2 separate regions of the Sus scrofa genome follow, and region 2 is linked to region 1. Evidence: chromatin contacts called from public Hi-C data. All regions are on one chromosome and are shown on one strand. The core of a region is the stretch at or near the end of the contact, and the rest is flanking DNA. Distances in the headings are between cores, read along the strand shown.

Region 1 (5,891 bases), core at 1,865-4,364:
GGAGAAACCAAGGAAGGTTTCTTGGAGATTGGAGTTCCCGTCGTGCCGCAGTGGTTAACGAATCTGACTAGAAACCACAAGGTTGCAGGTTCAATCCCTGGCCTTGCTCAGTGGGTTAAGGATCCGGCGTTGCCGTGAGCTGTGGTGTAGGTTGCACATGCGGCTCGGATCCTGTGTTGCTGTGGCTCTGGCGTAGGCCAGTGGCTACGGCTCCAATTAGAACCCTAGCCTGGGAATCTCCATAGGCTGCGTGAGCGGCCCCGGAAAAGGCAAAAAGACACACACACACACAAAATTAAAAAGTTTTTGGAGTTCCTGCCGTGGCTCAGCCGTTAATGAACCTGACTAGTGTCCATGAGGACGCAGGTTTGATCCCTGGCCTTACTCAGTGGGTTAAGGATCCAGCATTGCTGGTTGTAAATGTGTATCAGATCCAGCATTGCTGTGGCTGTGGTGTGAAAACAAATGCAAGAAGTGAAAACTAATGAGGTAGGAATTAGCAATAACTAGGTCATGAGGCCCCCTAAACCAATGCTTCTCAAATTTTATTGGGAACCAAATCGTTTGGAGGCTGTAATGAAACAGACTGCTGAGCTCCACTTCCAGCTTTGGATTCAGCCCGTCTAGGGTGTGCCCCAAGAATCTGCCTTTTCTAATATATTCCCAAATGCTGCTGTTGCTTCTGGTGTCTTAAGGCCACAGAGAACCAAACCAGAAACCTAAGGGTTCACTCAAATTAACTGAAGCGATTATTTAAAAACAAAAAACAAAAACGAAAACACACACCAAACTTCCCTGGTGTCCTAGCGTTGGCATTGTCACTCCTGTGGCTAAGGTTTGATCCCTGGCCTGGGAACTTCTGTAGGCCGTGGACACAGACAAAAGGAAAACGGATTAGTTCCCACTGTGGCATAATGGAATCAGAAGCATCTCGGGAGCACTGGAACACAGGTTTGATCCCCTGCTGGGCACAGCAGGTTAAGGATCGGGCACTGCCTCAGCTGGGGTTTAGGTCGCAGCTGAGGTTGGGACCTGATGCCTGGCCCAGGGAACTCCATATGCCTCAGGGTGGCCAAAAAAAAGTTCCCGTTGTGGCGCAGCGCTAATGAACCCAACTAGTATCCATGAGGACGTGGGTCCGATCCCTGGCCTCGCTCAGTGGGTTAAGGATCTGGCGTTTCTATGGCTGTGGTGTAGGCCAGCAGCTACAGCTCCGATTAGACCCCTAGCCTGGGAACCTCCATATGCCTCGGATGCAGCCGTAAAAAGACAAAAAAAAAAAAAAGTTCCCCAAGTGACCTAGTTATAACCGACAGCAATTTGACAACCTGACTTGGTGAAAACTTAAAAGTTTTTAAGCAAGGAAATACCATGTCAGATTTGAATCTTAGAAAGACAGCCCCGCTCTTAGACAATCTGGCACAGAAGCTCCGGACAGTTGCAGCTGCCCCTGTGGGTGGATGTGGGGCTCTTCTACCTGCACGGCCTTTATCAGGGCCTTGCCTGATCCTGAGGAGAGCTGCAGATTCCTGCACTCATCAGGGTCATCCTGCCAGAAGGGCAAAAACAGGCCCTGCACCCCAGACCCCGTGCTACATAAGATCCCTTCAACCCAACCCCAGAAAACTCAAGAGGTGTAGTATCTTAGTCACAGCCTAGTTCAAAGCAGGCAGAAGGCAGAGTCCTAAAAGTAGGCAGAAGGATAGTAGCTCTTTCTCTTTTTTTATGGCCACATCTGCAGCATAAGGAAGTCCCCAGGCTAGGGGTCCAATTGGAGCTGCAGGCCATGGCCACAGCCACACCGGATCCCAACTGTATCTGCCAGCTATACATCATGGCTTAGCAGCAACACCAGATCCTTAACCCCACTGAACAAGGCCAGGGATCGAACTGGAATCCTTGGGGGGTACTGGTTGGGTTCTTAACTTGCTGAGCCACAACAGAGAACTCCAGTAGCTCTTTTTTTAAAAAAAAAAAAAAAAAAAAAGCTCAGGGATCCACTCACACAACAGACAACCGCAGGTGGTTAGTTTACAAACTGACAAGTGTATCGTTGGTGGAGGGAGGGACTCACCATCAATGAGACAAGAACCCCTAAGCTGTGAAAATGAACACAGTCAGTGGAGCATTACAGCATAGGTCATCGGTACCCCTGGCCACCAAAACACTGGACCAAGTCATTAGAGGCTGCAAACCCTCCACAGAGGCATCTTTCACTCACTTCTCTGGACTGTTACCCCCCTTGGGCACTCCTGTGGATCCAGGGCAGCCGGTTCCCAATCATCGGTATTTCGTTCCAACCAGGAGATGAGGGATGGTTTGGGACCTGCGCACCCTGGGGAAGGAGAACCAGTCAGAGGCCCAGATCGTCCACAACGCTGGGTAGATACATCTACCCGGTGCATCTCCTGCCAAGCCCCCGTCCTCCTCCCTTCACACAACCTGGTCGCAGGCCAGGACCTCGGACACTCTGGTCTCCCTGCCCTTCCCCCGCCCCCCATCTCCTCCATCCCTTCGGCCCCGCGGAAGCGGACTGGGCCGGGCCTCACCGAGCGAGCCCAGGTGGCCGTAGGTCTCCCGCATCACGTCCCGGTACAGGGCCCTCTGCGCGGGCCGCAGACACCCCCACTCCTCCGGGGAGAAGTACACGGCCACGTCCGCGAACTTCACCGCCCTTGGCCTCCTTCCCCTTCTCCGGCCGGGTCCGGCCTCTCCCGCTCCCCGCGCGGGGAGCGGAGCGGAAGGCCGCGCCATTGGGCCCGAGAAGCCGGCGCCACGACCGTCCCCGTCCCGGCCTCGGCCCCTGGGAGCTGGCTGGCCCCGAGGTTTGGGAGCCCCCGCCGGACCCGGGCGGAGCGTGCCCAGGGAGGCCCGGAGGGAACCGGAATCGGCCGCCTGCGGGGCTAACGGAAACCTTTCGCTGTTATTCAGGAAACTCCTGCCCGAACTTGGGTGAAAGGCACCGGAAGATGCCTTCGGGGAAAATGGCGGCGCCGCTACTGCACCGCCTTTGCCTGAAACACAGGCAGCTTCCAGCTATCGATTTTATTGACCGGAGCGCCATGCCGGCTTCCTAACCTCTTTGCCCTCAAGTGTGATGGCGCTGCGATTGGGCTTCACGCCCTTTTTCCCCCATTCCACGAGCTCATTGGGCGGCGACCGAAGATCGAGCATTCTGATTGGGTGATGCCAAAAGCGGCCTGTTTAAATGAAGCCAACGGAAACGTAAGGGCAGGGAGTTGGACTCGGCGTTAGGCGACTGCCGTGAGTCTGGAGGCGCCAAGGGCGACCCCACTTGGGATCTGTAAAGATCCCCCGATAAGCCGAGGTAGGGAAGGATTTGTGCGACGGAGCCACTCTGGCCAACCCGGGTCTGAGATTTCCCTGGTTTGCCTTATAGTGGCTTTCTCAGAGAAGCCTTCGAGGCAGATAGCGTGTAACTACCTTGTGGCCTTTTAGGGAGGAGAATTGGGCTCAAGTACCACGCCCAGCACATCACACATTTCGTCTTATTTATTTTTTGTTACCATTGTGTGAAGGGATGATTATCAACCTAGTTCTACTAACTAAGAAAATCTCAGAGGGGTCCTGCTAGTAAGGAAAGCGAGCAAAGATTTTGTCCATTGAAAAAAAACGCAGGACCTAAAAATTGCACGTTGGGGACTTTGCTGAGCACTGCAACCTCCCAGATAGCTCCGAGGAACTGCTCCAGAGAGGCAGGAGCCAGGATATATAGCAGTTTTTCCTGAAAAAAATAGAAGTTTTATTCTTTATAAAACTTCACACACACACACACACACACAGCCACGCGACATTTAGCCATCGATTTTGTTGAGGCCTGGTTATACATTGGCTAATGCAAGAGGCATTAATCTTATAAAACACAATACACAAGATATAAGTAATATAGATAATAACATTAATATGTTCATAGGAGTTCCTGCTATGGCACAGTGGGTTAAGAATCTCACTGCAGGAGTTCCCATCATGGCTCAGTGGTTAACGAATCTGACTGGGAACCCTGAGGTTGTGAGTTCGATCCCTGGCCTTGCTCAGTGGGTTAGGGATCCGGCATTTCCATGAGCTGTGGTGTAGGTTGCAGACACGGCTCGGATCCCCGCGTTGCTGTTGCTGGATTGGACCCCTAGCCTGGAACCTCCATATGCCGCAGGAGCGGCCCAAGAAATGGGAAAAAAAAAGACCAAAAAAAAAAGAATCATCACACTGCAGCTGCTCAAGTTGCTGCCCAGGTATGGGTTCAATCCCCAGTCAGATGCAGTGAATCCTGTGTGCGGCATAGGTCTCAGATGCAGCTTGGATTCAACTGCCAACCTGGAAACTTCCATATAACGCAGTTTTGTCTGTTTAAAAAAAAAAAAAGAAGCGTTCTCGTGGCTCAGCAGTGATGAACCTGACTAGTATCCATGAGGACTTGGGTTCGATCCCTGGCCTTGGTCAGTGGCTTAAGGATCTGGCGTTGCCATGAGCTGCATTGTAGGTCACAGATGTACTCGATCCCATGTTACTGGGGCTGTGGTGTAGGCCTGCAGCTGTAGCTCCAATTCGACCCCTAGCCTGGGAATCTCCATATGCCGCACCTGCAGCTGTAAAAAGAAAAAAACAAAACCCAAAGCAACCTGCAGTAAGCCTTCATTGAGTTCTACTCTGTCCAAGGATGGTGACTGTTACCTGAACAAATTACTGGGGAAGCACGTGGAATTCCATGATTGTCCCCCAAAAGGCAGAGTCCCTCCTCCTAATAGCTTTCCAGATCGCTAACTCAGTGGGACCAATGACTTTGGTCTATGAACAGGTAGGATGTAAGGAGAGCAGTGCTGTTCGATATACATTTGTTGACTAAACACCTGAATTCCATGGCTGTGAAATCTCGGGCACAAGGCAGAACTTCAGGAAAGTTCTAATGTAGTACAGGATACACTTAGGGTAACACTGGAGGACTGGAAGGGGAGGTTGGTGCAGGGCTTCATCCTGTACATCGGGGAGCTCTAGATCAGTCTAGAGAAACAAATGACCTTTCATTGATGTTTTAGTAAGACTGCGCCGGGAGTCTGCAAGATGAACTGATAGCTTTGTGCCTACTCTCTCTGCACACACATACTTCTGCTTGGAGAAATAAGAATGTAAACTTAGGCTGCAAAAGGAATAAAAAGGCAAATGAATAGCAAAAATTTCTTTTTGTTTGTTTGGGGTTTTTTTGTTTGTTTTGTCTTATTGGGGTTTTTTTTGTTGTGCCCACAGCATATGGAAGTTCCTAGGCCAGGGATCGAACCTGTGCCACAGCAGCAACCCAAGCCACTGCAGTGACAACATTGGATCCTTAACTCACTGTACCACAAGGGAACTCCTGTGAATCCATTTCATTTTGAAGGAAGAAATGGACTAAATAGAGGAGGCTAGAAAGGACCTAATCTTCGTGGACATTTTGCCCAATTGGTAATGATGCGCTGCCAACTGAACACGGAGAAGATGCTAACGTGGAAAAGGAAAGGAGATGATTAAAGCCTGAGCCGAGGAGTTCCTGATGTGGCGTGGCAGAAACAAAGCCAACTAGGAATCATGAGGTTGCAGATTCGATTGCTTGGTCTCGCTCAGGGCGCTAGGCCCCCTTCCAACATCCAGGAAGTGGGAATGCAGGCTGGACAGAATACTAATTGGGTTTGTTGTTTTTTTTTTGTTTTTTGTTTTTTTTTTTTTTGGTCTTTTTAGGGCTGCACCAGCGGCATATGGAGGTTTCCAGTCTAGGGGCTGAATCAGATCTACAGCTGCTGGCCTCACCACAGCTTCAGCAACATGGGATCCGAGCTGTGTCTGTGAACTGCCGGAAGCATCGGCCACAATCTGGATGTGCATAGGGCTTGTCCCCGTGTGGA
Region 2 (5,891 bases), core at 1,586-4,085, 45 kb before region 1:
CCATCTAGCACTGTGCCAAGCCGGGCGTCCAGCAAGGGGCATGCTGCTGCTGAGGCCAGCTCTCTGCTGACCTCTTTCTGGATCCCTCCCGGAGCCTCTGGCTGCCAGCTTGGCCTCCCTCCAACCCCTCTTCATAGCCCATTTCCCATAAGTCTCCAGGGCATGTCACTTCCTCCACCCTGGCCCCCTCTCCTCCTCGAATCCTCAACTCCTTTCGCCTCCAGCGTTTCCACCCACTCTTCCTCCCAAGGTTTCTCTCGCTCCCCGTGCCCTTCTCTTCCGCCCACCACCTCCCCACGCCCCGCGGGGCCCCAGGTCAGCGCCGGCCGGCCGCGTGGGTCCGCTGGTGGCGGATGAGGTCGGAGCTCTGAGAGAAGGCCTTTCCACAGTCATCGCACTTGTACGGCCGCTCCCCGCTGTGGACCCGGTGATGCTGCAGCAGCGTGGAGGAGCGGCAGAAGCCCTTGCCGCACACGGCGCACCGGTAGGGCCGCTCGCCCGTGTGGGAGCGCTGGTGCTGAATCAGCGTGGAGGAGCGATTGAAGGTCTTGCCGCAGTCGGGGCAGCTGTAGGTGCGGCCCGGCAGGTGGGTGCGGGCGTGGATGGCCAGCACCGAGCTCTGGCCGAAGCGCTTGCCGCACTCGGGGCACTTGAAGGGCTTCTCGCGGGCATGGCTGCGGGCGTGGGGGATAAGTGCTGAGCGCTGGGAGAAGCTCTTGCCACAGATGCCACAGCTGAAGGGCCTCTGCCCGGTGTGCACCCTCTGGTGACTACGCAGGGATGAGTTCTGACTGTAGCACTTGCCACACTCGGGGCAGCTGTAGGGCCGCTCGTGGCTGTGGGTGCGCTGGTGCCGCAGGAGGTAGGAGCTGTCGCCGAAGGCCTTGCCGCAGTGCGGGCACTTGTAGGGCTTCTGACCAGAGTGGGTGCGCTGGTGGCGAAGCAGGTAAGAGCTGTCAGCGAAGGCCTTGCCGCAACGGGGACACTTGTAGGGCCGCTCGCCCGTGTGGGTGCGCTGGTGTTTGATGAGGTCAGAGCTCTGGGAGAAGGCCTTGCTGCAGACCTCGCATTTATAGGGCTTCTCGCCCGTGTGGATGCGCTGGTGCTGGATCAGGGTGGAGCCCCGCCCGAAGCTCTTCCCGCAGATGCCGCAGATGTTAGGCCGCGGGCCCTGCCCACCCCTGGCCCGGCCACCCCGTCGGCCGGGACCACGAAGGGTCCCCGTCAGGCCCAGGGGATTCTGGAGCATCTCAAACTGGGGTGGAGCCAGCAGGGCCCCTGTGGGCATCTCAAAAGGGGGCCCTAGCGGCAAGCCCCCGGTGGGCTGCTCCTCAAAGCCCTGGGTGAAGGAGTCCAAGGGGTGGACTCCCAAGGGGATGCTCAAGGGATTCTTTTCCTCAGAATTCAGAAGCATGTCTGCGCCTTCCTGGAACTTGGAACTCTGCGCTTCAAATTCAGGGCTTTGGGTTTTGAACTCTGGATTCTGGGGTTCATACCCCGGGCTCTGGGATTCATATCTGGAGCTTTGAGATTCATATCCAGGGCTCCCAGGTTCATACCCAGGGCTCTTGGGTTCATACCCAGGGCTCCGGGGTTCATATCCAGGGCTCTTGGGTTCATACCCAGGGCTCTTGGGTTCGTACCCAGGGCTTTGGGATTCAAAGTCGGGGCTCTGAGAATCTGATTCAGGGCTTCTGGGCGCAAATTCAGGGCTTGGGGGCACAAACCCAGGGCTTCGGGACTCAAAACCTGGGCTTTCAGGCTCAAACCTGGGGCTTTGGGGTTCAAACTCTGGGCTTTGTGACCCAAACCCAGGGCTCTGGGGTTCAAGCCCAAAGGGTATCTCTTCGACCTCATAGTCCCCAGTGCCTTCTTGCTGAGAAATTTCCTCTTCCTCATTCTCACTCATGTTGCCTGCAGGATCAGAAAATTACAGAAAACCCAGATTGTGTGGGGCATGGAAGGTCTCTGGGTCCCACCACTAGTTGCCACAAGCCTTTTTCTCCTCCTCAAGCAGGGTCGCTGGCCCTCGAGCAAGTGCTGAAATTCCCACCACCCCCTCAGCAAATCCAGGACACCAGGTCCCCGCCCCCCGCCTCCTCCAGGTCCCAGGTGTCCAAGCCCCCGGCTCTTTTCCCCTCCCTGCAGCCCCCTCTCCCGCTCCCAGGCACGCTCCTCGGAGGGGCGCTCCCTCCCTCACCTTTGAGGGACCCTTCGGGGCTCCCCATTTCGTCACGACTTTGCACATCCTGGGGCTCGAGGCCCCATGGCGACGCCTCCCGTTCCATCCCCGCCGGCTCCCAGTGCGGCGGTGGCGGCGGCGATGGCGGACGATCCTGCGACCCGGGTCTGAGTGCCCTGAGACCCAGGCCCTCGCCGCCCGCCCGCTCAGCGCCGCCCAGGGGACCTGGCTGCCCAGCGTCGGCCCCAGAGGCCGGACGTCTTGACCCTGGGCCTCTCCGGCCGGCCGGGCCCCTCCCCTACCCGCGGCCCCGCCCCCACCCACAAGGACTCGGCTTGCCCTGGGGTCTCCTCAGGCCCTCGTGCGTTGTGGCCTCGGAGGTGAGGGGCTTCGCGACTCGCCTTGCCGCCCCGGGATACCGCTCCCCGCCCGAGACCCCGCCGTCTGGCCCCCCAGCCCGGGCAGGGCTGCGGCTGGCCGACCCCCTCCCCTCCGCACAGGAAGTGTCCGTCCGCGGCCAGTTTCCCCCGCTGGCTAGCGCCGCGGCCTCTCTAGGAGCGGCTGGAGGTGGAAACTCGTTGGCATTAACCCTGGGCTGGATGGCCCGGGCGTCGAGGTAGGGGAGGACGGGGCGCCCTGCAGGCGCCAGGAAAGGCTGGGGCAGTTTGTGTGCCTATGTGCTAGGTCTCCGTCCGCCTGAGGGCCTATCTGTCCGTATTCCGGGCCCTGCGTCCCTCAGTGCCTGTGGCCAAGGGCGAGGCAACTAGCGAGACCAAGGTCAGCGAGAAGGAGCGACGCTTCCCGGCGCCAGCGGGGGCGGCGTCTAGCTCCCCTCCCCTCCCCGGCCTTGGGGTCAGCTCTGGCCGCGCCTCGGGAAACTGGATAGACGCCCCCCAACTTAGGCTCATCGAGTCTCCCGAGTCTGGGAACCCCTCCTCGAACTGTACACCCCCACCCCATGCGCGCCCTCCCCGACTCCTCCCGGCCCCCTACTCTCTCTGCTCCTCCTAATCGCCACCCTTCCCCCCTCGGTGAGGGCTAGGACCGTTGCCAAGGAAACAACCCCGCCTCCGTTTCCAGAGACACCGCCCCTACCTCTCAGCGAGCTCCGCGATTGGCCGGTGGAGCTCGTGCTCTCACCATCCCGCCCCCTCCCACTACACCAACTGCTAGGAGTTAATGGTCGCCAGGGAACGCGAGGCAGTTTTCTTATTGGTTGCGGGGTGCGCAGGCCGGTTCCACCTCCCCGGTGCTCCAGAAATGCCTGCGGGAGGAGTAGGAGGGAGGTCCCTGGCGTCTCCCTTCTAGACCGGCCTGTGCTTTCAGATCTTTTCCCGCCCCCGTTTACGCCTCATTAAGTTTTATCTTTCCGAAGACCGAAAGCCGAGGGATCTGAGGACAGACACCCTTCCTCCCCGGCCTCTGCCCACACTCTGCTTCCTAGCACCTTCCTTCTCCCCACAGGTTCCAGGTGCTGATGGGGCCCATCGGAGGGATACTGCCAAAGAGAGAAGGCTGCTTCCTTTTCTGTTACCCTGCCTCTCCCCTCCACCTTCCCTGAGTTTAACGCCATATCTGGAGTCTTAATCTCTGGTTCCTGGCTTTTCTCACAGAGAGGCAAGGATCTTTGGGAATCCCTTCAGGTGAAGGTAATAGAGTTCAGGAAGGGAAGTGGACCAAGAGAGAATCATGTGGCCTTTAAGACAGCCTTTAAGACTTTGCAGGCCTGTCCGACTTGCATAGAGGCTTGTAGAGGAAGAGAACCTGAGAAGCACTGCCGTAGGTGCAGTTTTGAATCAAGGAAAAAAATGACCCTGGAAAGAGAACTTAAGAGGATCCAACCCTTGCTACTGAAATTAGTTGGCAGTGTTCCTGACAATGAATGAGCCAGATTCTTCCTATGGGGATGATGCAAGAACTATAGAGTGTGTTTTCTCGTTGCCTTCCCAGACAAAGGAAGGGAAGAAACTGGTTAGGAGGAAACATGGCGTCTTCTATTCTTCTAAAAAGAGATGAGAACAAGAATTTGGAGAATCCCAAGTGGTGAAACGCTGGAGAGAAGCCATCTCAGTAAAGGCTTACAATCACAGACAGGTGTCTTCCTACAAATAAAGTGAGTACTTCTCTGCCCTCCAGAACAGCTTATAGCTCCATGCCTTTCTCCCATCCCAATGTCTGTCTTTGCAGAGAATGACCCACAGAGCCCAGCGCTAGAGAGCCTACATGGGCAGAACACCCTACAGGTACCCTGAGTATGGGCAAAGCTGGACCTGATCACCTCCTGGTCATTCCCAAAGCACAGATGAGAGACAAGCCTTTTGCTTTGCTGCTGCTTCTTTTTTTTCCTTTGGCTTTTTAGGGCCACACCTGCAGCATATGGAAGTTCCCTGGCTAGGGGTCGAATCGGAGCTACAGCTGCTGGCCTACTCCACAGCCCCAGCAACACAGTATCCAAACTGTGTCTGCAACCTACACCACTGTTCATGGCAACGCCAGATCCTTAACCCACTGAGCGAGGCCAGGGATCGAACCCACATCCTCATGGATACAAGTCATTACCCCTGAGCCACAAAAGAAACTTCCAAATAAGTCTTTGTCATGAGGCACTTCTCTCTGACCTCCAACCTGCTTACCCGCCAGGAAATGCACACAGGAGCACAAGCCATGCCCTGCAAAGTGTGTGCAAGCCCTCCAGCCTCAGCCCTGACGTGGTCCACTGCCTGTACTCTTCATAGCATGGGCCACAAGCTCCACTTGTAGCAGAAGTTGGGTCAGGGCTCCAATCTGCTCTGGCACCAGCATTTCCATGGGAAAAGTCAGTCTCACTAGTACCTGGCCAACCTCCATGCAGCCTCCTCCAAGACTGGTCCTCTCTATGCAGTGGGCCTTCAAGAGGCAGCCAGCTTGTGCCTCCCACGTGCCCATAGCAGTGACAGGCTCTAAGCACAGGGAAGCCCCTGATGAGGGTTCCAACTTGACCCTGTGCTTGTCCTGAGCTGGGCAGCCACTTTGGCCACAGCATCATCCCCTGGCATGCATCAGCACTGTGCCAGAGCTAGTCAGTGTGCATCCACCGTTTCTGGTCTGGCCAATTTGGCTCCCCCTGGAAAGAGCCCTAACAAAAGTTCTCAGTGTGAGAGGGGCTCCTGTGTGAATTTCTTCCTTCCTACATGTCAAAGACAAGCCCTCTAGCCCTCTAAGAGGCCTCAATCAGATGCTACAAGGATGCCCTTGTTGACTGAAGAGGATCTGAGGTAACAGAAAGAGACCGTTCATGACACAGGCCCCTTTGGGAAGAACAAGAGAAATGAGAGTCCCTGTGTAGGGCTGGTCATCGACTGGTCTGACATATTTGTACTCTTTTTTTCTTTTTTGGCTTTTTAGGGCCACACCCAAGGCATATGGAGGTTACCAGGCAAGGGGTCTGATTGGAGCTATAGCTGCCGACCTATGCCAGAGCCACAGCAATGCAGGATCTGAGCCGAGTCTGCAACCTCCACCACAGTTCATGGCAATGCCGGATCCCTAACCCACTGAGCGAGGCCAGGGATCGAACCCACAACCTCATGGTTCCTAGTCAGACTCTTTAACCACTGAGCTACAACAGGAACTCCTGGTCTGACACATTTGGAGCTGGCCCTGAGACCAACCCCTACTCTTGCAAAGCTGAGAGCAGCTGTAAAATAACATTTTTAGGTTCAGAGCAGTG

What was found. A called contact is a pair of places that touch in the nucleus more often than the background predicts.
Region 2: a Hi-C map of embryonic fibroblasts shows a contact between it and region 1, with 1.9 times the contacts expected there. The contact joins the promoter of ZNF768 here to the promoter of ZNF689 in region 1. A contact is called at or near these places in 2 of 5 promoter capture datasets (fetal liver and liver), 12 of 47 Hi-C or Micro-C datasets (blood, brain, embryonic fibroblasts and 6 more) and 2 of 2 datasets of contacts at active chromatin or transcription factors (alveolar macrophages and skeletal muscle).

The regions. Positions count from the first base shown.
Region 1 is chr3:17,763,963-17,769,853 of Sscrofa11.1, reverse strand. ZNF689 (zinc finger protein 689) reads right to left here and starts at 3,114. Exons shown (of 3, transcript XM_021086420.1): 1 at 2,550-3,114; 2 at 2,222-2,335. The coding sequence starts at 2,754. It overlaps LOC110259905 (a long non-coding RNA gene), which reads right to left. Exons shown (of 2, transcript XR_002342364.1): 2 at 3,499-3,745. It overlaps LOC110259906 (a long non-coding RNA gene), which reads left to right. Exons shown (of 4, transcript XR_002342366.1): 4 at 2,932-5,891.
Region 2 is chr3:17,808,278-17,814,168 of Sscrofa11.1, reverse strand. It overlaps ZNF768 (zinc finger protein 768), which reads right to left and starts at 2,835. Exons shown (of 2, transcript XM_005653012.3): 1 at 2,201-2,835; 2 at 1-1,914. The coding sequence starts at 2,288. The coding sequence ends at 317. LOC102158302 (a long non-coding RNA gene) reads left to right here and starts at 3,184. Exons shown (of 2, transcript XR_002342367.1): 1 at 3,184-3,831; 2 at 4,133-4,317.